2 separate regions of the Mus musculus genome follow, and region 1 is linked to region 2. The links are chromatin contacts, called in public HiChIP or PLAC-seq maps. All regions are on one chromosome and are shown on one strand. The core of a region is the stretch at or near the end of the contact, and the rest is flanking DNA. Distances in the headings are between cores, read along the strand shown.

Region 1 (6,166 bases), core at 2,733-5,232, 550 kb after region 2:
AGTCTGTGGGTTAACACCAGTCTCTGTCAGATCCCCTGTCGGTATGTGGGGCTGCTATGAGCATGTGAAATAAATGACAGATGTTTCTAGAGGGCCCGAAGCAGCCCTCCACCACACGACACCCATTAATGCTCCTTCCAAAGAGGGTCCCCACTACTCTGTGCTTTTTATCTCACACAGACATCCCCGTCTAGACACTTGTCACCCCACCCCACCCCAATGACATCACCCAAACCCATTGTGCCACGATTTATGTGTTTGCGTGTTTCCATTCCCTTGAGCTCCTTGAGAGCAGAGATCATTTCTTATGTGACTTGATAAGCCGGGGCCTAGCAAAGGCCTAAATCAATGTTTGGTGAATAAATGAATAAAAATAATCAGAATTATTCAGAGTCTCTTAGCTCGTCTGGCTTCCTCTGCTGTAGTCACTCCGCTCCACTGGACCACCAGCTTAAATCTTTTCAAAACCTTCAATAAGACAGATCTGTCTGTACTATGAAATTATTACTAAAATATATGGAAAAGTAAAAGAAAAAAGAGAGAGGGATACAGAATAATGTGTGCTAAAGATGTAGATAATTGATTTAGGATGAAGGGAGAGATATAGTGCACACACACACACACACTCACACACACACTCACACACACACTCACACACACACACACACACAAACACACATTCACACACACTCATACACACACATTCAATATCCCTGAGCTATCCAAGGAGTACACAAGGAAGTCACTCATGTGCCACCCTATCTTTCTCGTGTGTGTGTGTGTGTGTGTGTGTGTGTGTTCCTCAATATTTCCAAGATATCCAAGAAAGTGAAAAAATAATTCAGAGAACGGTCTCAGGGAAGATAAAGAAGTCTGTTTTTTCATTTACATATCCCTCTGGACCCCTAATTTTAACCTTGCATATGAATTTCTCCCTTTCAATTTACAAGTCAGTTAATAATAGTCATTTTAAGAACCACGAGTCAAATAACTCCCCTGCTCAAACATATTCAACGCTTGCCCGTTTCCCTCAAGTCGGTTATGCTCTTAAACCCCAACTTGATTTACCAACCTGTGCTTGGTTAAACCTCTCCGCAGACCCTCTCATGAGTTAAGCAAGTCTCTATGCCATGGGAGCACGTGCATCATCAGGGCTGTTCACAAATGTCCCAGTTCACCTTTCAGCCATGGGGCAGGGTTGTATTTCTCTGCTTCTCTGGAACTAACAGTGCCACACCCCTTACTGGGCATGGGCAGGCAGTGGTGGAAGCACACAGAGCCTACAGTAGACATCTCTTAGGACGTGTCCCTGACCCTTGCCTCCTGACATCTGTCCACTTGTGTGACCTCCTCTCCTTGAGCGTAGGCTGAACCTGGTGGCTAGCGTATAACGAACAGACAATAGCAAAAGCAACGTTCACTCATCTCCCTCTCTTCCCCTTCCCACGTCCACACTTCACCTACCAAGAAACTACAGTTGCCCTCCAGCCTCCGATGCAGCGAGTCCTGCCAATGACCACGTGAATGAACTTGGAAGTACATCCTAGGACCAGCGGGAACTTGAGATGACCATGTCCCCAGGAGACACTTTGACTGTGGTCTTATTAAAGAGCCTGAGCCAGAAACCCAGCCAGACCACATCCAGATCCCTGACTTCAAAATGGCGACATTGGTAGTGTATGTTACTTAAAGCCGCTAGTTTTAGGCTATTGTGCTGTGCGGCAACAGTCACTGACCCTTGCTGTCCCCTTGATGGATACGTGTGAGATAGTCAAGGAAGACGACTTTGACTGGACATGGTGTCTCATGCCTATAATTCCAGCACCTGAGAGAGAACTGAGTTCAAGGTCAGCCTGGGCTACACAAAGAGACCCTGCAGAAGACAGCAAGACTAAGACAGCCTATGTATTTGAACAGACATTCTTAAGAGAACAGAGGGATGCCTTCCCTTCTTCCAGTGTCAGGCGCTTGGCCAGATGCTATGTGCTCATTTTTAACTTTCAAACCAGCCTCCCAGCCTATATTGTCCTTAACTTAGCAAATGAGCAAACTGGAACAAACCGTGTTTAAGTGATTTGTCTGAGAGCAGGGCATGAACAAACAGCAGGCATAACAACAAGCACAGATCTGCCCCTCTCTAAAGCATCTCCACCGTGCCTGCACACGTGGACTCCCATACCGGTACACACAGAACCGACCATGCCAGCACACAAGAAATGGATCTTCAGGGACAAAGATCATGAGGAAAACCCAGGGTCAGGTTCTAGCTCCACACACAGCTTCTTGCCCACAGCTCCAAAGAGGATGTGAGGAAGCCACTCACAGACCACCTTCTCCTTCAGCTGAGGCCCATTCTGACCCATCCTCAGGAAAGGCTAAACTTTGCTGGGAACAATACCAAATGAGAAGCGGGGAGGGATGTTCCTGGTTCAATAGATGCTCAGACTTTCAAGATAGGGAGCATTAAAGCAAGCTTCAGTCCTTCTGAGCTGAGGGTCTAAACGGCCTCAGCATTCACCCACGAAATGGTCCTTGTCTTCAGACCCCTCCAGTAGGAGCCAAAAAACCCTGGAAGAACTAATGGGCCATGAGCCAAGACATCTCCCACATGACTCCTCTATCCAAGCAACACCGAATACTCCAAACCCACATTCCTAAGAGTCACCTCAGTATTTTGATTCAAACCCACGATAAACTTGTGGGTTCAACAAAGGAAGAAATTGATGTTTTAATACAACTCATTATGGCACCTTTATTAACCGCAGAAATAGAGAGAGGATATAAAATAGAAAGATTAGTTTAAAATCAACACTGTGCTGGTAAGGGCAGCACGAGATTCCGTGAACATTAATTGCTAGGTAGTCTCATTACTGATTAAATAAGAAATCTCAAATACCATTAAACAATTGTGATTAAATGCACGTCATTCCTAATTGAATGTGTGGTTTATTGCCTTCCTCTGAATCGGCAGGTCACCTTCCTGTTTTGTGCCTTTGGAAAGGGCACATCTATGCGGTAACAGCATCGTGCAGTATTTCTGAGAGCTGGAATCCCTCTGAGTTGTATCCTAAAACATGGCTGCATGTACAGCTGAGGAAGGAGGGTGCCCCACAGTAGGGAATCTGGGATGATAAAAAGGAAACCCCATTTCATGTCACATACATTTCCTCTCCTCTCCTTACTCAGCTCTGGCTTTCTGAGGCCGGGGGTGGGGTGGGGGCTTACAGTCTATCTGCCTTTGGAGTCATTTGAGAACTGGGGGAGTCGCTATCTTCATGGTTTACAGAGGGAACTCTGCACCCTGCAAACTCGCTCTAACGAGGCAGAGACTGTGGGGCAACAGAAAACCTGAGGTTTGCTCTCTCCCCTGGGCAGTGTCTGCCAAAGGTCACCCTCTGGGGTTTTCCAAACACAAGGATACTAAATTGATCCTTGACCCTTCGGATCTGACCTTTCTGATTCACACGTCCTACTCTGCTCATCCCTTGGCTGGGACTAAGCACCAAGATGAAACAGGAGAAATGTCATGTCGTGTGCCTATGGGCTCTATTGTCCCACGTGACACACCATCCTGTGAGGGACCTAAAGAGTAACAGTCCCAGCCCCAACTTGAAAAACGTTACACAGTAAATTGTTCTTGCCAGGAAAGAGATGGGGTGGGAGGGGACAGGAGAGGGGGGTGAGAATAGAAATCCTAAATTTCAAATCTGGTGACATCACTACTCCAGGTAACAGCTGGAATTTCCCCACTTATGAAACCTTCCCAGCCTCTCCCTCTCCCACACCCTCTCCCCTCCTGTACCCTCTCCCTCCAGTGGCATCTACACTGCACCTCACCGACCCTCATAGACACCACTGTGTTTGCTTTTGCAGTCTGTTCCCCCTAGATGCTCTTGTCACTGTTGGGAAATTACTGCACTTGACACTTCTTCAGAGTGGCAAACAGGGATTTGTTTCCTCTGGGTAGCACTGCCTTGCCACCAGGGGTCAGTCAACGCATCTCATATGCCAGATACCAGGGCTGTGCAGTCTAACAGTCTGCTGGTAAGTACTGATTTGTGCAGGTGATGACCACGTGGTGCCAGGAGAGATAGATGTAGGCATGAAGTCCCTACACTCCAGAGGAACATAATGAAACCAGAGCCATCCCCAAAAGCTGTCCACTGTCTGAAACAGCAGACTGGCCTAGGCAGGGAGCTATTGGAGGCACCACAGTGATAGGTGCTGAACGTAACACCTAACCTGGTGTACTGGCTAATTTTTTGTCAACTTGACACAGCTGGAGTTATCACAGAGAAAGGAGCATCAGTTGAGGAAATGCCTCCCTGAGATCCAGCTGCAAGGCATTTTCTCAATTAGTGATCAAGGGGGAAAGGCCCCTTGTGGGTGGTACCATCTCTGGGCTGGTAGTCTTGGGTTCTATAAGAAAGCAAGCTGAGCAAGCCAGTGGAAGCAAGCCAGTAAGAATATCCCTCCATGGCTTCTACATCAGCTCCTGCTTTCTGACCTGCTTGAGTTCCAGTCCTGACTTCCTTTGGTGATGAACAGCAGTATGGATGTATAGGCTGAATAAACCCTTTCCTCCCCAACTTGCTTCTTGGTCATGATGTTTGTGCAGGAATAGAAACCCTGACTAAGACACCTGGCTTAAAAGGGTCATCAGTAGGTGACTGTTGGATGGATGGATGGATGGATGGATGGATGAAGGAAGGGAGGGATGGAGGGATAGAGGAAAGGGGGGATAGAGGGAGGGAGGGATGGGTAGAGGGATGGAGGGAGGGAGAGAGGGAGGGAGGGATGAAGAGAGGGAGGAGTGGATGGAGGGAGAGATGAAGGGATAAAGGGAGGGATAGGGAGATGGAGAGAAAGATGGATGAATAGATGGAGGGTTAGATGGAGAGAGGTGTGGATGAATTGATGGAAAGATGATCTTAACTTTATCTCTGTATGTAATATTCTACAAGCCTATGGTCCAAGGGCTGTGGGTGATGTCAACTTTAATTAGGACTGCTTGTTAAGAGCAAACAAGTTTGTGATAGGGTGGGAGAGGTGAGCGGAATCTGCAGGGTAGCTAGGCCCTCCTTAGAGTTCCCAAAATAACAGGGCTGAGGTGGCCCTGGGAAGGGACAGAGAAGGAAGTGGCTGCATCAGCTTGCCCCACCCTCCCACTCTGCAGCTGCAGCTCTCCCATCCCTGGGTCCCTCTGCCTCCCTCCCATTCTCAGAAAGAACAAGACACAGCAAGGCTAGAGAAAGAAAGTGCCCCTGGTCACTCCTTCTGTGTTGATAGACATAGACAGAAAAGGCTGGGGCTGAGACAGCCGCTGCTGCTTTTCTGGCCAGCCTTCTGGGGTGGAGAAAGCCTCTGCACTTCTGTGAGCCAGAAATAAATGATGGAGGAAGGACTGCGGCTCGATTGACAGGCTGCTGCTAGATGCTCAGGCAGGAAGCCTTTCTTCCTGAGCCCATCCATTCTTCCTCAGTATGAGACAAAAATCAATAACAACTCACTTCAGATTTACAATGTTCCCAATTTGGAAGTTCAGGTTTTAAGCCTACCTTAAATATTCTGCCCAGGGCCCTAAGTCCGAGCACAGAATGTTCTAGTCTGTAAATGCAACCAACAGAGAGGGTCTGGATGAATCTGGATGCTTCTCCAGGGCAGAATACAAAGTCAGGAGGGGAAGGAGACAAGAGAAATGCTTTGTGTGCAAGGCTAGCCTGGGCTGCATAGGAAGTTCAGGACAGCCTGGGCTACAGAGTGGGTCATTGTCTTAAAACAAAACAAAACAAAAACAGGAAAATGTTTTGGAAGTCAGAGGCCCCATCCAGTTCCAAAGCCTCATTTCATTTCTTCCCTGTACCACAGGTCAGGAGGCGTGACAAACTGTCTTATCTTTGTCTAACCTTTGTTGGACCCATGCTTGCTTCAGGGTTTAGCTTTAATATATGGCTTCAGTTTAATAGCAAAGTGGTTCTCTTAAAATGTCAGGTGATAAAATGCTGAGTCACTCATGGAGAAAAGTGGGGCCCTGAGTAGAAATGAGAATCACTGGCGTGGGGGAGGGGGGGGAGGGATACCACACATCCTCAGTCTAAAGAGAAGGAGACAGAGCTGAAGTTCGGATCAAATTTAGGAGGTGGTGTTCAGCCACCAGGGGACCATT
Region 2 (6,746 bases), core at 1,037-3,536:
CAGCATGCATCCAGGCATCCAAGTCCTAGATGCACTACTGTTTGTAGATCCTTCCTTCACACTGTATCAATAGCCAGTCCACAAGTCATCTTCCTAATGCTTTCTTCTGTCTCTCAACTTCTTTTTTAATTTCTCTTCCTGAAATGTTTCAGTTATGTCCCACACGGGTCCTTGGCTCCAGATTGGTACCCCTGAGGTTCAGATGGAACATTAGTACCATCTCATATCTTGCTTAATACTCTCCGTAGACTCTTCATTGGACAAAGCAATGGGTACTTTTTAACCGTTGCAGGATGTTTTTCATTGGGGCCCCAAAGCATGAGGTAAGAACTGAGTCCCCAATGAGTTCCCTGCTTGGTCAGTTACTGTCTTCATCTCTGGCAACACTAAAGAGCTCAGTGCCTATTTGAGTCGTGTGAAATACAATGCCACAGAGTGTTCAAGTCACTTCACATGTTCCATGAGCTGGCTCTGCGCTCTCTTCTGCGGGTTACCTGTTCTTCTTCTTCTTGCCACTCTCTCCCTCACACTGTAGTTGGGTACCAGGATGACTGACCTGCTCCAAGCTTCTCACGGATTCAATGCTCCAGGCTCTCATTGTCTTGTCCATGCCAACCCCATGCTAGGACACCTTCCTCTCCTCAGTTTCCTCAGCCCCTCAAGATCCTGGGCAGACAGTGACTCCTACCATACATAGGCTCCTCTAAACCCCATGTTGGGCCAGCTGTCTTTGTTCTCTGTTCCATGAACTTCATGGGCATAACTTGTCCTGAGGTGGACTGTGCACATGGTCTCCTCCAGGAGACTGTTAGATCCATGAAGAGCAGACTGTAGCTCATTCATCTGTCTTTGGCTCCTGACATGGTGCCTGTGCCTGGTATGTAGTGAATGTCTGGTCAGTCTTACTGAGCTGCGGAGCATGGAACTCAGAGCATGTCTCTTCCCTGCTCTCTGCACATCACCCACATCCTACGGTGTCACCTGAAAGTCACTGAGCACTTCTTTACCCTGTGACTGCAGACTGGGGATACTGGGAACTTTTCTCGGGGAACTCAGGCTGACTGGTAAGGACCAGACCAATGGCGTTCACTTCCTCTTCTGCTTCTCTCCTCCCCTTCCCCATCTCCTCTTACTCACTTCCTGTCCCCTCCCACTAAGTCTAACGCAACATCAGTACCTATCACAGAGAAAAATGACATGAGATACCCCCTATGCAGGGCCAGTGAGCAGTGAAAGTGGGATGCCGAGTCTTTAAGTGATGGGCAGCTTTTGGAGGAAGAGATGGGGGTAGGGATGGACTTGTTTCTGCAAATGGACCTGAGCTTCTTCATCCATTCTCTCTGACTGGAGCCTGTCTGAGTCACTTAGCACCCAAGACTCAGAGGACAGAAAGACCTTGGTCATAGTGTTCTTGGGGGATGGGGTCAGTAGTTAGATCACATTTTCAAACCAATGTAAAAATTATGTCAGCGCTTAACTGTGTCCTGTTCAGTTTATATACTCACAGTCTGTCTAACTCCTACCTTTCAGAATATGACTGATAATAGTCTTTATAGGGGTAAATGAGGCCATTAGAGGGAGTTCTAACCCAATGTGACTAGTGTCCTTACAAGTCAAGCGAATTTGGACAAAGATATAATTACAGAGAGGAGACCAGGAAATGACTTCTCAAGAGGCCACAGAGGAAAGCAGCCCACATCTGGATCTCAATTTTTTTGGCTTCCAGTTGTTTGAGAGGATACATACCAGTGGTTGAGGATACCACTATGAGCCATTTTAGTACAGCGGGCCTAGCAATCAGTTAGGCGTATTCGAGAGATCTTGGGGGCTATGACAGGCCTGACTGTTGTTATATCATCTCTTGGAGGGTTTCCTGATATATCCCCATAGGCTCCTGGTGCCTATTTTAAGGAGCCTTTTGATTTCATAGTCTCCCTCCCCCCCCACCCCCCGCCCCTGCTCTCCCTGGTGCCTGTGTAAAGGTGCTGGGATTACCAACTCTATCTCAACTAGGCTTTAAACATCATCCTGCCTTTCACATTTGCAGGGCCTGAGACAGGGATGGTGCCCAGTAAACAAAGAGTGACTTGATGAGTGGGCTTTGCTCAGGGTGTTTCCCACCAGTAGCTCTCCTGCTTACACACTGCCCTGTCTTGGGGCTTTCAGCTCCCTTCCTCTCCAGGGCCCTGGCAATGATGGGAAACAGCCCTCAGAGGGAGGAGGTTAGAGATGCAGTGGCCTAGATGGACGAAGCAAGATGATTGGTCCTTGTCTTGTCAAATGATATGATTGGCTGGCTTGCTGGCTGAATATACCCCCGTGATTGGCTCTCCAGGCAGTAAAGGAGGAGAATGAATCCCTTCCCTTCAGGCGGTTCCTGCCAGCTTTCTGGGTGGATGAGCAGAGTCTGTGGTTGCTGAGCTTGCTTGTCAAGTCTGTTTGCTTCAGCCTCAAGGTGCAGAAACTACACACAGCCCAGAGCACCCGGCTCTTCTCCAGACCCGCAGGAAGGGGATTAGCTGCGGGTCAGTAGGGGTCTAACACAATCTTTCTCTGTCGGGCAAACAAAACAACTATTGATATTGCTGCTTTCTGGTCTTAACCCTTTTAACTGGGGGCAGAAAATCAAACCATCTACACCCCGGGCCCTCTCTGTTTCTCTTCTGCTTTGGATTCTTTCTCCCTCTCAGGATTGGACCCGTGCTTTCTTTTTCCTGCAAGTTAAAACTGTAGCTTTTCACCTGGTCTGCCAAATCAGAAAGGATTAGCAAGGAGGCGAGGCTACCCATCCTTAGCGGTCTTGGCGTGCTCCCTGCTATTCTAGCAGCCCCAGCAATATTGGGAAGTCTGCAAAATGGTAATCATTATCATTATAATTATGTTTTCAAAACTGTATTATTAATTAATTAATGAGTTAATTAATTTTTGTCTCACATTTTACAAGAAATGTCCATTGGGGCATTCAGTGGCTTGATCAATATTGAAGAGGTTGCTATACACCTAGGGGACTTACAGACCCAATAGCTGAGGTGCGGGTATACCACTGTGGATTTGGGGAAAGAGCTGTGTATTAATGCACTCAAGGCATTCCACAAGCTTAATTCCACAGAGTGGAAAATCATCACCCAGTCCTTCTTTTCTGACTTGTCTCAGAAACTTATTCCTTGTGCTCACTGGGCATGCATCTGCTCCCTGGGAGGCTTCTGATCTGGACAGGACTCAGTAAGTAACATCTGTGGTTCTAGGTGAGGATAATGGCTGGCAGGGCATACCTTCTTTCTTTGCTTTTACACTCTGGCAGAGGCCTGGAAAGCTGAGCCCACTCATTGGCCATTTTCTCCAAGGGACTTTCCCCGAGCGACCCACTTCAACATTTATGCCAGGCTTCATGTCCTTGACACTTTCCTGGTCCATTCTTGATCTCCTGTTGTGCCAGGTAGACTTCCCATGTGTTCATTTCAGTCTGGTCAAAATGGCACTGAGTTTAAAAATATAAATAGTAAAACTGCTTTTCGGGGGGGGGGGGACCAAATAACTAGGCTGAATAAACAGATATGTCCGATGGTGGCCTGACCTTGGACTTGATCCCAGTCATTCCTCATGAGTCATCTCTAACCATTGCAAGTTGGGTCTCTGCATACCAGTGGAGGTACCTGTTATGAGTGACAGAAGCTACAGGCCTTACTTACTCATGGGAAACATCCTTAACAAAGAGTTTCACATGACCCTAGTAGCCAGTAAGCACCCTCTAGATGACAGGAGCCATGGCTGTTAGCCAAGAGTGGAAGGGGACAATGAAAGAAGGCTTCAATACATTTCCTTCAAGTTCCCAGGAACATCCTTCTCAGTTGGGGTTCACACTTGTCTATCCTAAGGGACAAGGAGTCTCTACTGACTGTCAGTTGACGATGGAGATCCCATGGGAGGCAGGGATGTAGGGATGTGTCTCTTGAACCTTTTGTGCTGTAGTAACTTGAATGATCCTTCTGAGACCTGTGTGTTTTGTGCTCTTGGACTGAACTTGAGCTTTTACCAGTGACTAATCCAGGTGACCACTAAAGACTTGCTCACTCTGATTGCCTAGGTCTCAAACATCATCACACAGGAGTCATACAGGAGTGATTTAAAGCATCAGAAATCTGTGCTGGGGTGATGGCTTAGTCTATAAAGAGCCTGCTGAGCAAGCTTGGCATGGTGGTACACATCTGGAACTTTAGCTCCCAGAGGATGGAGACAGGCAGATCCAGGAAGTTTATAGGACATCCAACCTAGGTAATCAGTGATGCCGTCTCAAAAATCAGGTCTGGTGGGGCTGGGAAGATGGCTGAACAAGTAAAATGCTTGCCAACCAAACATAAGAACTGGAGGAAGGAGGATCTGGATCCTCAGTACCCAGGTAAATCTTTGGTAGGTATGAGTAGCCGGCCTGTGATCCCAGTGCAGGAAGCAGACACAGGGAATCCTTTTGCACAAGCTGGATAATCAGACTACATAAATTGGTGAGCTCTGAGTTCAAGTGAGAGACCCAAGCCTGAGTATATAAGGTAGGAACAGTTAAAGAAGAAACCAGATGTCAACCTCTGGCCTCCATAAGCCTGTATATGTGTCTTACTTTTGATTTCATTGTTATGAAAAGACATCATGTCCAAAGCAACTCTTATAAAGGACAATATTTAATTGGGGCTCATCATCAAGGCAGGAAGCATGGCAGCATCCAGGCAGGCATGGTGCTGGAGAAACCGAGAGCTCTACATCTTGTTCTGAAAGCAAACAGAAGAAAACTGACTTTTCCACATTGGGCAGAGCTTCAAAGCCCACCCCCACAGTGACATACTTCATCCAAACAAGACTACACTTCCTAACAATGCCATTCCCTATGGGCCAAACATATTCAAACCACCACATTCTACTCCCTTGCCCCCATAGGCTTGTTCAAACACACGAATCTATGGGGGCCATACCTAGTTAGGCATAGCATAATCCTAAATACATTTAGTTGAACTTCAAAAGTCCCATAGTTTCAAACAGTCTCAATAATGTTTAAAGTCCAAATTTTAAAGTCTCTTCTGAGATTCATTCAATCTCTTAACTGTAATACCCCTATAAATTTAAAAAGTAGATCACATACATCCAACATCACAGTATATACATTACTACTTTAAACGATGTAGTGAGAAAATCCTGAACAAAACCAAGAACAAAAACCAGTTAGGCAAACTCCAAACTTTGTATCTCCATGTCTGATGTCCAATTCTTTTCAGCATTGATGATTGCAATAAACTTCTTTCTCTTGGGCTGGTTCCATTCCCTATTAGCAGCTTTCCTCAGCAGGTATCCCATGAGTCTGGCATTTCTAACATCTTGGGGTATCCTAGGCAACTTCAGCTTCACAGCTTCTTGTTCCAGTGTCTGGGATCTATACATGATGTGTGATCTTCTGGGTTCCTCCAAAGGGCTTGGGTCATATTTCCTGCTCTGTCCTCTGTAGCACTCCAAGGTCTGGTTGATTCCACTCCATTGCTGATGCTATTCTTGGTGATCATCTTGATACTGGCGTCTCCAATACACTGGAGTCTTCTGCTGCAATTAGGCTTCATCAATAGCCTCTCATAGGCTCCCTTTATGGTACCAAGCTTCAACTTCTTTGCATGACCCCTTAGTCCTAGGCCCAGTTGAACCTGAGGCTGCCCCTTCACCAATCGTTTTCCCTGGCCTCTCACAGTGCCAAGCCTCAGCTGTTCTTCATGACCCCTCATGCCTTCAAAACCAGTATCACCTAGGTGACTCTTACACATTACCAAGTCCAGCTGCAGCACAAGGTAAAACCTTAGCTATCTCTGGAGCATGAATTCTTTATGTTCTTAGAAAACACTTCCCAGATTGCAGCTCAGTGATTCTGGTCTCTTCCTAATCATTGCTAATTTCTTAGCTCCAGCTAACCAGCATCAATTGTCCCAGTAGTCTCTTCTATTCTTGACTCTAAAGCCAGAGCTAAATCACCAAAGCTGCTGAGTTCTGGTGCTGGCACATGGTCTCCTTGTTCTACTACATTATCACCAGCGTTCTGTTTTCCAACTCCTTCACACTGCTTATTCTTGGCTACCCTGGAATGTGCTCTGCAGATTGACCTAGAGTTCTTCATGGCTGTGTCTTCTGAATGCTGGGATTAAAGGCATGGCATCCCCATGCCTGGACTTACGCGTTTCTTCATCTAGAACTTGCTCTGTCCCAGGCTGGTCTGGAACTCAGAGATCTGCTTGCCTTTGTCTCCAAGGTGTGTACCACCATGCCTGGGCCTAAGTTTTGAATAACATCACATGATATAACTCCCCCTCATACAACTGCAAATGTAAAAACAATAAGATTAGCTGGGTAGGATCTTGCCTCAAGGTGACCAGTTCCTAAATTCCATTTAATATCCTTGAACATGGGATTCCGGTTCATTCCGTTTCCTGGTGCGCCTTTACTCTTTGAATCATACTTTTCGTATTTTTTTTTCCTTTCTATGCTTGATACTGTTCATTAAAATGTTCTTCATCCGAGTGAATTTTAGTAACCACACAACAGAATTTATACCAGGCTGTTCTTGGACTTGCTTTGTCAAAGCAATTAATCTAAATCTCTTCACCTTAGCCTCAGGCAAACTCTTTGGACGATGGCAAAAAGCACCACATTCTTCACTAAAATATCACAAAAACAGTCTCTAGGCCACATACTAAATGTCTTCTCCTCTGAAACTGCTTGAG

Evidence for each region. HiChIP or PLAC-seq counts read pairs in DNA pulled down with a chosen protein or histone mark.
Region 1: a contact with region 2 is called in an H3K4me3 HiChIP or PLAC-seq map of embryonic midbrain, with 4 times the contacts expected there. The contact joins two enhancer-like sites. A contact is called at or near these places in 1 of 15 datasets of contacts at CTCF or cohesin (the NIH/3T3 cell line), 1 of 484 Hi-C or Micro-C datasets (the N1E-115 cell line) and 1 of 115 datasets of contacts at active chromatin or transcription factors (embryonic midbrain).

The regions. Positions count from the first base shown.
Region 1 is chr9:50,422,274-50,428,439 of GRCm38.p6, forward strand. No RefSeq gene overlaps it. Among named protein-coding and RNA genes, the nearest start is that of Gm38579, 33 kb to the left of the region's middle. Within about 2 kb of position 3,983, at least 8 of the 459 cell types and tissues checked have an H3K27ac peak or open chromatin away from gene starts, as enhancers often do.
Region 2 is chr9:49,871,490-49,878,235 of GRCm38.p6, forward strand. No RefSeq gene overlaps it. Among named protein-coding and RNA genes, the nearest start is that of Gm25633, 49 kb to the left of the region's middle. Within about 2 kb of position 2,287, at least 114 of the 459 cell types and tissues checked have an H3K27ac peak or open chromatin away from gene starts, as enhancers often do.